3 separate regions of the Zea mays genome follow, and regions 1 and 3 are each linked to region 2. Evidence: chromatin contacts called from public Hi-C data. All regions are on one chromosome and are shown on one strand. Each heading gives the region's core, a stretch centred on a gene start, on an enhancer-like site or on the middle of the called end of the contact. The rest is flanking DNA. Distances are from core to core; before and after follow the strand shown.

Region 1 (3,556 bases), core at 785-3,284, 300 kb after region 2:
AGGGATGTAATCAATCCCATGGAGAGAAAAAAGGGGTATCTTGTAAATTCAAGGAGAAGACTTGCATTCCGATAATACTGAATCAATTCAATATTATGAATATTGCATCTATCAAATCAATCCAATTCATGGTCCCATCGGGATCGCAGGATGGATCGGCCGTCACTAGCATTTTTATTAGTAATTCTCACATCCTGACTGTGTCCTCTTCTCCGAAATCGGAAAATGGGGAGTAGACTAGCTAGTGGCGTGGCACTGGCACGTAGCCAAGCTAGCTAGTGTGAGGTCGCGTCAGCTACCGTGGTCCAGGCACCGCTTGGCTCGGATGAGATACGTACGTACGTACGTACGTGGGCAGGTCGCAGGCGACAGAGATGAGCCGCCGTATGCGCTCAGATCAGACCCATCGCCCATGTCACGGACGGACTCACGGTAAAGGTCTCGTCCCCGGTCTCCAGTCGAGTCTCCGAACGCGTGCAAACCAAAAGGAGCGGTCACGCTCAAGCACCGCCTGCACGGTTCTTCCTTGGAACACTCTTGGCCTTGGTGCACTACGCAGATAGACCGACGACGTGGTGTCCTCTCATCATCTTGGACGCTCGCTCACACACGTCGCACAAGCACAGGCTTTCACTCTTTTTGTTGGCCAGTCTCAGCAAAAGGATCACGCATATATAGGACAACTAGAGCCTAGAGGTGGAAGAAGAAACGAATGGCACCGAGGTGGTTTCCAGCTCCTGCTCTGCTCTGCTCTGCTCTGCCTCACGACGATGCTGCATGCCCGCCCGCCGACCGACTTCAATGGCATGTGCTATGCCTGCTCGTTTATTACAGCATCGGCACACACCGTACTCCCTCCCTCCTATTGAAGCGAACCGCTCACTTGAAGCCTTGCATCGCGCATCTCCCAGAGAACCCCATCCCGTTTCTAGTTACCGTACTACCGGCATGGCTGGCGTATGTAACTAACCTGTCGCTGTCGTCGGCACTAGCACAGAAATAGGAGTGACGAGACGAGACTGCAGTTGACGATCCACACGACCCTCATGTATCAATGATGCCAACCAGCTGCCTGCAGGTAGAAAAAAAAACCGAGCTTCAATAACTTCTTCCGTTGCTGCTTTGACTTGACTCCTACCTTGGGAAACAGTTTCAACTAGTGCTCACGGCTCAGAGCAGGTTCGTACGAAGTTTGCCACGGAAAGACGAGCGCAAGACCCTACTGTCACATAAGATTAGCCATCTCGCCTAGATCGCAGTCGCAAGAGAAGAGGGGCCATGGGCAGCCACCCAGCAGCTAGCGTGATGAGCTGCCATCTTTCGTACCGCTCCTGCTCCCCACCACCGGTGGCGGTGAGGCGGTGACCGGTGCGCGGTGCCTCACTGCCTCTGCCACCGTACATAGACTACAGAGACACACGGGCCGCGGCTTCCCACAGTCTCTTTTTTTTTTCCACCCGTCTTTTCTCTTTCCTCCGTCTTCTCCCACTTGTTGTAGGGCCTGGGTGGGAGGAGTCAGGACAGGAGGCAGCACAGCCATTATAATAGCACGCCATACGCCAAAAGCTGCAGTGGAGCCGAGCAGGTACTCCCACTGTCGCCCTCTCCCAAGAACCCGCCCAAAGAATCCTAGAATCCAAGAAGAAGGGCAGCAACAAAAAACAAGGGGCGGGGGGGGCTGCAGGTCTGAGGGCGGAGGGGGAGGAGGTGGTGCTGCCGTGCTGGAAGACCAGTGTGTGAAGACCACACAGAGTCTCTCGCGCACCCGGTGTGCTGTGCTGTGGTCTTCCTCTTTGACCGCCTTCTCGGAGCGGGGAGTTTGGCCATGGGGAGGTGGTGGCCGGCCGCCCTGCTGGGCTGCGCAGTGGCGGTGGTGGCCGTTCTGGCGGCCGCCGTGGTGGAATGCGCGGTCACGTACGACAAGAAGGCGGTGCTCATTGATGGGCAGAGGCGGATTCTCTTCTCCGGATCCATACACTACCCCAGGAGCACCCCTGATGTAATAAGCTGCATTCTTCAAAACCTCTCCTTCTTTTTTTCCCCCCTTCTTCCCCGGGGCGGCGGGGAGTTCATGGCTGTGGTCAGCTGTGTTCTTGATGCAATGCTATCAAAAGCAAATTGCTTTCCTACTTTAGCCGTCCCTCTTTATTCCACGGTTAGTTTATTGGATGGGGGTTAACAAAGGGGGTTTCACATTTTCTCTTGCACTACGCCACTACCTTTCCCCTTTCTTAGTGTGTTTTTTTTTCTCAAGCAACCAACCATGTTGCTTGGTTCTTCCTTGCACAGCGTTTGGATAATCCTGTATTCTAAGCTAAAAAAAGTTTCCGACGAAAAAAAATCTGGGTTGGTTTTGTGGTATTTTCTTAAGAGTACGTGAACATATGCTGTGCCCACACGAGTCTCCGTGCCCGCATGAACAATTCCATACGAGCACAGAGGCTCCCTGAGCACATCCCTAGAGTCTATTGGTTCTGAAGCGGGTCCTTATTGTGTTTCTTTTCCATCAGATGTGGGAAGGACTGATTCAGAAGGCTAAAGATGGAGGCTTGGATGTGATTCAGACCTATGTCTTTTGGAACGGACATGAGCCTACGCCTGGAAATGTAGAGAAATTTTACACCTCTGCTCTTCCAGTTCCATTCAGCAGCTGTCATCATTAACTCATACAGGATTCGGATGGTTTTTTTTTTCGCTTCGCGCAGTACTATTTCGAAGAGAGGTACGATTTGGTCAGGTTCGTAAAGACGGTCCAGAAGGCCGGCCTGTTTGTACATCTCCGCATCGGCCCCTACATCTGCGGCGAGTGGAACTTCGGGTATTTCCCCATTTCTTGAAACCACTTCTGCGATAAAACGGAGTATTACCGTTTCCGGTTTTGGTGTATATGTATGCATGCACCACTCCTGTTGATTGACTTCTGTTGCGATGCATGCAATTTCGTAGTGGCTTCCCAGTTTGGTTGAAGTATGTACCAGGCATCAGCTTCAGGACAGACAACGAACCTTTCAAGGTCGGTCAGTGAAATCACCTCACCAACATTTCTGGATCTAGTTGGAGGTAACTTTTCTTTTGTCATCGTTGTAATGCTGCTCTCTGTTTGTGCAGACGGCAATGCAGGGTTTCACTGAGAAAATTGTTGGAATGATGAAGAGCGAAAACCTCTTTGCATCCCAAGGTGGCCCAATTATCCTCTCTCAGGCAAGTATAATCTTTTTTCCTTAGGTTTGGTGCAAAGGTTTAGGGTTCAGTTACTGCATATGGGGATAAACAGTTGCCCCTAATCTTCTAGTACATCATGTTAATAGCTTAATTCTCTTCAAGTTTTTTAACTATTGGTATTAGCAAATTCACAAGTCATCGCTCTTGCTAGTTTGTGCTGTTACACCTTGAATCCTTGATACAAGTGTGAAACTGGAGTAGCGTCTGATGGATAGTGATATCTAGTTGATACATCTTGATTTGCTTGTCCCATGTTCCCACTACTTCATGCTATTCATTACTGGACACATGCAAATCAATTTACAACTTACATGATATTTCCTTGCACAGATTG
Region 2 (3,444 bases), core at 233-2,732:
AATTTATCTAACATGGCAGCATCTATTTGATTGCTTCTTTCTGTACCAACTTTGTGAAATCATTCATCACGAGTCTGTTGATTCAACATTCTAGTCATGCACCAAATTGCATCTGATGGTTCATAGCCCAGATGGTAACTGCCTATTTTTCAAGCCTGAATTTTCCTGCTCAAGCACAAGCAGGTGCCAACATGAACAGTACCGACTCAATGAGGCTCTTGAGTATCCATGTGCTGTCCATTTATTATTATTTTTCTTGACTTGCTTCCACAGTGGTGACTCAACATGTGATTTAACGAAGAAGATTTATGCTTTTGGCTGCAGTTGTTACTCCTTTTAGTCAGTTTTAAATTGCATCATGCATTAGAGTAGCCACTTGTGGATTATGGGATTTAAAAGTGGTTTTGGCCTTTAAAGGACAAGTTTAGTCCTAATTGAGAAGTGTCTGCACCTCTGTACCATTGTTCTTTACTTCATCAGAGTGAAGATACATGAAGTTCAGATTTCAGAATGAAGACTTCAAGATTGTATACTGCCTCTTACTTCCGTCTACTTTATGTGTTTCATTTTATATCTGTGTTGTTGTTTGCTGATTACAAAAATGAAAAGTGGCTGATTTTGGGAACAACATTTGATGATTTGGGACTCTGTAATATGCCTTGTTTTGGTTATTTGGCTTTAGAACTGAAAAGTGATTGCTTTCTAAATTACCAGTATGGTTTATGCATATAGTCATGACTACCTGACCATCAGCACGAGTAGTTTGACTTGGCACTCTATTTTGTTTAGTCGATCTAGCATGATTGAGACACCTAAATGGTTGGTCCTCTTTGCTAATTGTAAGAAGCATGCTCAAGCTTAGAATTTAAGATTATATCCTAACAGAGTTAACAATGATGAACACTATCAAGCTACATAAGTGCTGCTGGACCGTGGGGTTCGGTGGTGTATTTACGTCAACCTTGGGGCATGAGACTCGAGTATGGTTTGGTGTAGGCGTCTTATGCATGTAAAATAGAACAGAAACCAATTTGTTTGTTCCTCTTTTTTTTCCTGTTTATTAATACCTACTTTACCTTAAACACTAAAACTTTGTTTGGTGTAGGCGTCTTATGCAGTATGAACTTTTGGTGTGAGCTGTCTGAGGGTGGGCGCAGTCACGCACGCAGGAAGCTGATTGACGAGCCTGGACGGATCACTCTCGCTCCACTCCAGTCACCAGTAGCCGAGTGCCACGTCCATCTTTTACGTGACGCGAAGCCGCGAAGCGGTCGGTTCTTATCACTTATCATCAGGGGGCCAGTCGGGGCAACCAGCTACAGGACACGTCCAGATGAACTTGCCCAGGTATGCATGCCCCGGCCCGACCACACTGACTGAACCTGGACGGCTTCCCGGTCTCGTGCGCTGCCCGGGCAGTCTGGTGGGGCACTTGGATAACACGCTGCAGCGGGTTATTATAAACAGGGACAGGTCCGCCTCCTCGCCGTCTCGTCTGACCGTACGTCTTTGGTGATGAAGCATCGATCCGGGAGAAGGTTCAGCATTAGCTCTAGCTAGAGCTAGATAGCCGGAGGAGGAGCTAGTAGGAAGAGGCATGGATAATCATCAACTTGTCGCCATGGCAGCGGTGGCTCAGCCGGCGAGCCCGACCTCGCCGCACGTCGCGCACAAGATCCCGCCCGGCGACGGGCCTTACGCGAGGGCCAAGCACTTCCAGGTAAAAGCCTCCATCAATTAGGATCTAGATTACCAATCATTAGCTGTTAGCTCAGCATGCTCATAACTGTTTTTTTATTTTTTTATTTTTTTGCTGTCGACGGATGGTTGTTCTAGCTTGATTCTAGGTCTCATTATTGGTTAGATCTGTATAATCTGGTGATTAAGTTAATTTCACACAAATAATCACAATTACTAACAGTATTAGCTTGAGATCTATAGGCATTTCTGAATTTTCTATTACCGAGTAAAATTTAGCAACATCATTTATTTACTAGTGATCTAGAGAGAGAGAAAAAGGCAAAACGACTCACAATAATTTGGAACGGAGTGATCTGATTGAAATGAACTTTTAAATTATTTATTATTAATACCGTTGCTGTGATGATCGAATAATTAAGCTGGTGGAGAAGGACCTGGACGCGTCGATCGCGTGGTTCTGGAAGGCGATCAGCGCGGGCGACAAGTTGGACAGCGCGCTCAAGGACATGGCGGTGGTGATGAAGCAGCGCGGGTACCTGGCGGAGGCCATCGACGCCATCAGGTCGCTGCGGCACCTGTGCCCGAAGCAGTCCCAGGAGCCGCTGGACAACATCCTCCTGGACCTCTACAAGGCCAGCGGGCGGACCAAGGAGGAGATCGAGCTGCTCAAGCAGAAGCTCCGCAAGATCTACCTCGGCGAGGCGTTCCATGGCAGGACCACCAAGCGCGCCCGCTCGCACGGCCGCAAGATCCACGTCTCCGTCAAGCAAGAGACATCGCGCGTCCTGGTGCGTGTGCATGCGGCGGTCCCCAGACCCCAGCCTGTTCCAGAGTCCACACGTCCAGTGCGTGGCATAGCTAATAAGCTTCGCCGGACATGCATGCAATGCAGGGCAACCTCGCGTGGGCGTACATGCAGCAGCGCAACTTCATGGCGGCGGAGGTGGTGTACCGGAAGGCGCAGATGATCGACCCGGACGCCAACAAGGCGTGCAACCTCGCCCTCTGCCTCATCGAGCAGGCCCGGCTCGCCGACGCCGAGCTCGTCCTCGCCGACGTGCTCGCCGGGAGGTACCTGCAGGCCCGCGACCAGCAGGACGGCAAGATCGTCCGGAAAGTGGAGGAGCTGCTGGCCCGGATCATGGCGCATACGACGTGGCCGGGCGGTGGCGGCGGTGACGGACGACGACGCCCGGCGGATAAGAGCGGGAGCGGGAGCGAGAGCGACGACGATGACTGGGTCGAGAACCAGATGCTGGCTTTGCTCGACGTGGCGGTGCCGTACCGGAAGAAGAGCAGGAGGCTGCCGGTCTTTGAGGAGATCTCGCGAGCAGAATAGCAGATGGCTGATATAGATTAGCAGCAGCATCATCATCTTTCGATCGAGCTCCATGCATATATCGTTTGAGCGAGCGCGGATCCTCTGGACCTAACTGCAGTCTGCAGATAGGTAGGTAGGTAGGTCTGAGCTGATCCAGACCCACATGTCAGTGACCGGACGCAGAGGATCTGCTTCCATTATTATTTGATCGACTCCTGTCCAGCTCAACCTTTTGGACCAACTCCGTGGCGATAGCAGTAGCAGCAGCAGAAAGGTAAAGCGCGCGTGTGTGTGTGTGCCCCTGTGAATCTGTGGATCGGAGACAGTGTGCAGTAGCATAGCATCAGCAGCAAGGTATTTAAAGCGTGCAAGTGTGTGTATAACTGTATATACGCTTCTTATATGCATCTGTGGATATTTTG
Region 3 (3,516 bases), core at 808-3,307, 400 kb before region 2:
TTCTGATCACGGTCCCTTTTGAAGACATAGATCCATTCTTCTGCCATGCCGAATTTCTTACGCAAGGAGTAATAATAATTTCCAGACAAAAGTCGGTTCCATCGTTTACAGACTAACCGCATATTTGGGTGTTCGATCCGAGCAGCCCGCATGAGACAGGAAATAGCCAGTTCATCAGGAAGCCCAGGCAGCAGTGGTGATTGAGTTTTGGATCTCTCCTTGCGTGAGCTCCTTGACTTGCGCTTGTTTGGTATGATATCAGGTTGCATGCACAGCTTTGCACCGGGGACAAACTTCCTAGCACTTACAACGGTTTTAAGACCTCCATCTACCCTGCAGTGGCAGGAGACAGACTCTACCTGCAGTTATTGATTTACCAAGTTAGAACGCTAATATTCACCTGAACATGGAAAAAGGAGATAAAAATAAAAAAACCATACTTTTAGCTGGGCATGAAATTACCAATGAAACAAATTCTTGTCCACCTACTAGTAAGATGTTATGCAGATGAGATTCAGACAGTTAGTGCTAGAAAACTAACCATGCTTGAAACTATCTATCTTGGGAGTTTCAACATACAAAATCGAGGGAACAGATCATTCAGCAGTGAGTATTTCAAAATCTGGGATTTGATTCAGGGGGTTCAGCTTCAGTTCCGGACCATAGTTATTAAAGCGTTAAGGCGAGCACCTAAGGCCTAGTAGGCCCATTTCAGCCTAGTAGAAGAGAAAACATATGAAAAGGAAAAAAGAAAAATAAAGAAGCCCACAACTAATTGGCCCACCACAGCCCAACAATTTTAGGGTTAGGTCATACCTCCCTCAGCCTCCATCTAGATAGCCACTGCAACTTCCCTCTCAGCCGTACGATCCCCTCAGCCACCTGGTTCTCCTTCTCCTTCCCCCCCCAGCTCTCCTTCTCCCTCCCCACATCTCTCTTCTCCCTGCGTGCCGCCACCGCCGCGACTTGCGAGTCCATATAATTGTTACCATTTATAATTTCAATCGTATATGAAATGTCTTCTGTCCTTAAAAACTCCATGTGAAGACATGATTCCTATTTCCTAAAGAAGGGCAGACCTAGTGTAGTGGTGAGAGCTGTCTCATTGCATCAGATCACAGATTCAAAGCAATATCTTCGCAATTTATGAGAGAAGGTTTGCCTCGGTTTATCCCTTCTGCAGACCTCCGGCATTGGGTCTGCCACTTTTTTATAGACATCATTTTTAACTAAAGATTTAAGACCTGTGGCTCATGAGCAGTCTAGAGTATAGATAGGGCAATGAGACTATCTTAGCTAGTAGCTAGAAATTTTCTAAGTTCAGTCCGTTGTTACTAAACTGAGGACGACTTCGTGGCAAGTGGGGCCAATATAAAATGCAGTAGATGTTATAGTGATACTCATTTGGTTCCTTAACAATAAAGTGGCATATCCACGCCGCAGCTAACAATACTCAAGGCAAAAACAGTAAGGAAACTAACCGCTAGAAGATGCGTTCCATGGACAACTGGATCTAGACTCCCAAACCAAGCCCTAAAGGACCCAAACCGAGACATCCAAGTTCCAACAATCCCCAAAGCTCGTAATCCTCCAAGCCTTACGCACAAGAACGCCAGATTCAAGAAGAAAGGTCTAGGCCTCAAGTGAAAGGTGGCGCGTTTGGCACAGGAACCACCATCTGTGAGCTAACCTACATCTCTCGCAGCTAGGAGGCGCGCGTGCTAATCGAGGCCAAGAAAGGTGGGAGTGGAGCCGAGCTCACCAGTGGGACACGGACGCGGATACCCCCCGCACGCCGCGGCGGGGCGTCTCCGGCGGCCGCACGCATTGCGGATCGAGAAGAGTGGACGAGGAACACCCTCGAACTTGGCCTTCCTCTTCAGTCTCCACGAAGGTTTCCCCCTCTTGAACCAAAACCCAACGAGCAAAGAGGAGCGCAACCGCACAGGTGGCTCCCCTTCAAACGAGCAGTAGCTTTGACTCGAAAATCAGTCTCAGATGCGTTCTCCCCAGATCAGGCGACTAGGCACTAGGGATTGGTTTGCAGTCGCAAGCTCAATTTGGTCGGCAGACCGCAGATGAACTTCACCTCCGACTCGTGGGCCCGTTACCGGAGTCCTCTCGGCACAAGATGTGACTGAAAGATGGCCCCATGAAAGACGGGACCACCAAGTCAGTGACCCATTCTAACTCACGACACAACGCCCTGACAGGTGGGGTCCTGTGGGCCCCGGGTGACCTTCATCTTTCGGTCCTCGCTCCACGTTGCCCACAATGATCTGGCCCACTGACAGCGTGGACCCATACACCGACCAACTCCGAACCACTTGCCACGGCGCACGCGGCATGGAGCGAGCGGGCCCATATGTGGAGCAGGGAGGCCCACCTGGCGAGCGGGCTTCCCGATCAATCTCTCCAGCCTCTTTCTCGGATCCCCCCTCCCCGATTTCCTTCCCCACTCTGTCAGTCTAGTGCCCCGCGCGCGCTCTCTCGCCGCCTCGCCGCCGGCGACGAGCTTGAGCTCGAGCTCGAGCTGGTTTCTCGTATCGAAGACGCGGCCGCGGTATGGATCCCATGAACGTAGACAACGGCGGCTGCGGCGGCCTTGACGCGCAGATCGAGCAGCTGATGCAGTGCCGCCCGCTCGCCGAGCAGGAGGTGAGATCCAGTCCAGCTATACCCCCGTTCCATTCGGGTTTCCAGTTCGCTGGTTTGTATTTCGCGGTGTGATCTGCCGAATGATAAGACTGCCTTTGATCTGTTGCAAGGGCACGCTTAGGGTTTCTCGCCTTCTCTTCGGTGCACTGTTTGGTTGGAAGTGTGATCCGGTGTTCCGGTGGTTTGGGGGATATTTGAACCTCTTTTGGTATCTGGTGATTCGTTGGCATAGAGTGATGGTCTAGTGTGTAGTTTGTGCCTAGAGAGTGCAGCTTCGAATCATTCCGAATGTTGTGATTCAGATTTGATTCGTGTTAATAGATCTCCTTTTGTTCTCGCAGAAAAGTAGCACAAAAATGGAAAGCTGCATCTATTGTGATCTTCCAATTTAATCAAACTCAGACAAATATTTAGGGTGTGATAGTACAAACACTTATTTGCTCTGTTTTCAAGTCGTCCAACTAATCACGATTAATCGTTCAAGTCGGTTTGGACCCAAACCAATCGCGATTAATCGCCCAAGTTGTGCGACTAATAGTGATTAATCACGATTAAATGATTAATCATCCAAATCGGCCAGCCAGACTTGAAAACAATGCTTATTTGGTGGTTGCGTGCTATGTTTCCGCTTGGCCAAAAGAAGGGATACTTGGTGCATAGATGTGCAGGACTAACATTATTGGAATCGGCATAATGACTCCCACATATTTCAGGTTAAGGCCCTGTGCGAGAAGGCCAAGGAGATATTGATGGAGGAAAGCAACGTTCAGGTAAGCTGTGCTGGCAGTTTACCTCTCACTGATGGCTGGGTATTTTTCACAGTTTCACTCTAGGTGTAGGAGGTACCTATATTGATTG

Evidence for each region. Hi-C and Micro-C count contacts between places; a contact is called where the count stands out from the background.
Region 1: a Hi-C map of leaf shows a contact between it and region 2, with 7 times the contacts expected there. The contact joins the promoter of LOC100382452 here to the promoter of LOC100284905 in region 2. A contact is called at or near these places in 3 of 25 Hi-C or Micro-C datasets (bundle sheath, endosperm and leaf).
Region 3: a contact with region 2 is called in a Hi-C map of leaf, with 2.2 times the contacts expected there. The contact joins the promoter of LOC100281098 here to the promoter of LOC100284905 in region 2. A contact is called at or near these places in 2 of 25 Hi-C or Micro-C datasets (endosperm and leaf).

The regions. Positions count from the first base shown.
Region 1 is chr1:13,804,174-13,807,729 of Zm-B73-REFERENCE-NAM-5.0, reverse strand. It overlaps LOC100382452, which reads left to right and starts at 2,034. Exons shown (of 19, transcript NM_001175193.1): 1 at 2,034-2,155; 2 at 2,511-2,606; 3 at 2,706-2,818; 4 at 2,947-3,013; 5 at 3,109-3,201; 6 at 3,553-3,556. The coding sequence starts at 2,072.
Region 2 is chr1:14,102,616-14,106,059 of Zm-B73-REFERENCE-NAM-5.0, reverse strand. LOC100284905 reads left to right here and starts at 1,482. Exons shown (of 3, transcript NM_001157800.2): 1 at 1,482-1,720; 2 at 2,121-2,489; 3 at 2,594-3,444. The coding sequence starts at 1,598. The coding sequence ends at 3,040. It also overlaps the pseudogene LOC109942743.
Region 3 is chr1:14,505,600-14,509,115 of Zm-B73-REFERENCE-NAM-5.0, reverse strand. LOC100281098 (kelch motif family protein) reads right to left here and starts at 2,057. Exons shown (of 2, transcript NM_001154017.2): 1 at 1,763-2,057; 2 at 1-359. The coding sequence starts at 1,828. LOC100282834 (PP2Ac-5 - Phosphatase 2A isoform 5 belonging to family 2) reads left to right here and starts at 2,439. Exons shown (of 11, transcript NM_001155740.1): 1 at 2,439-2,658; 2 at 3,372-3,428. The coding sequence starts at 2,566.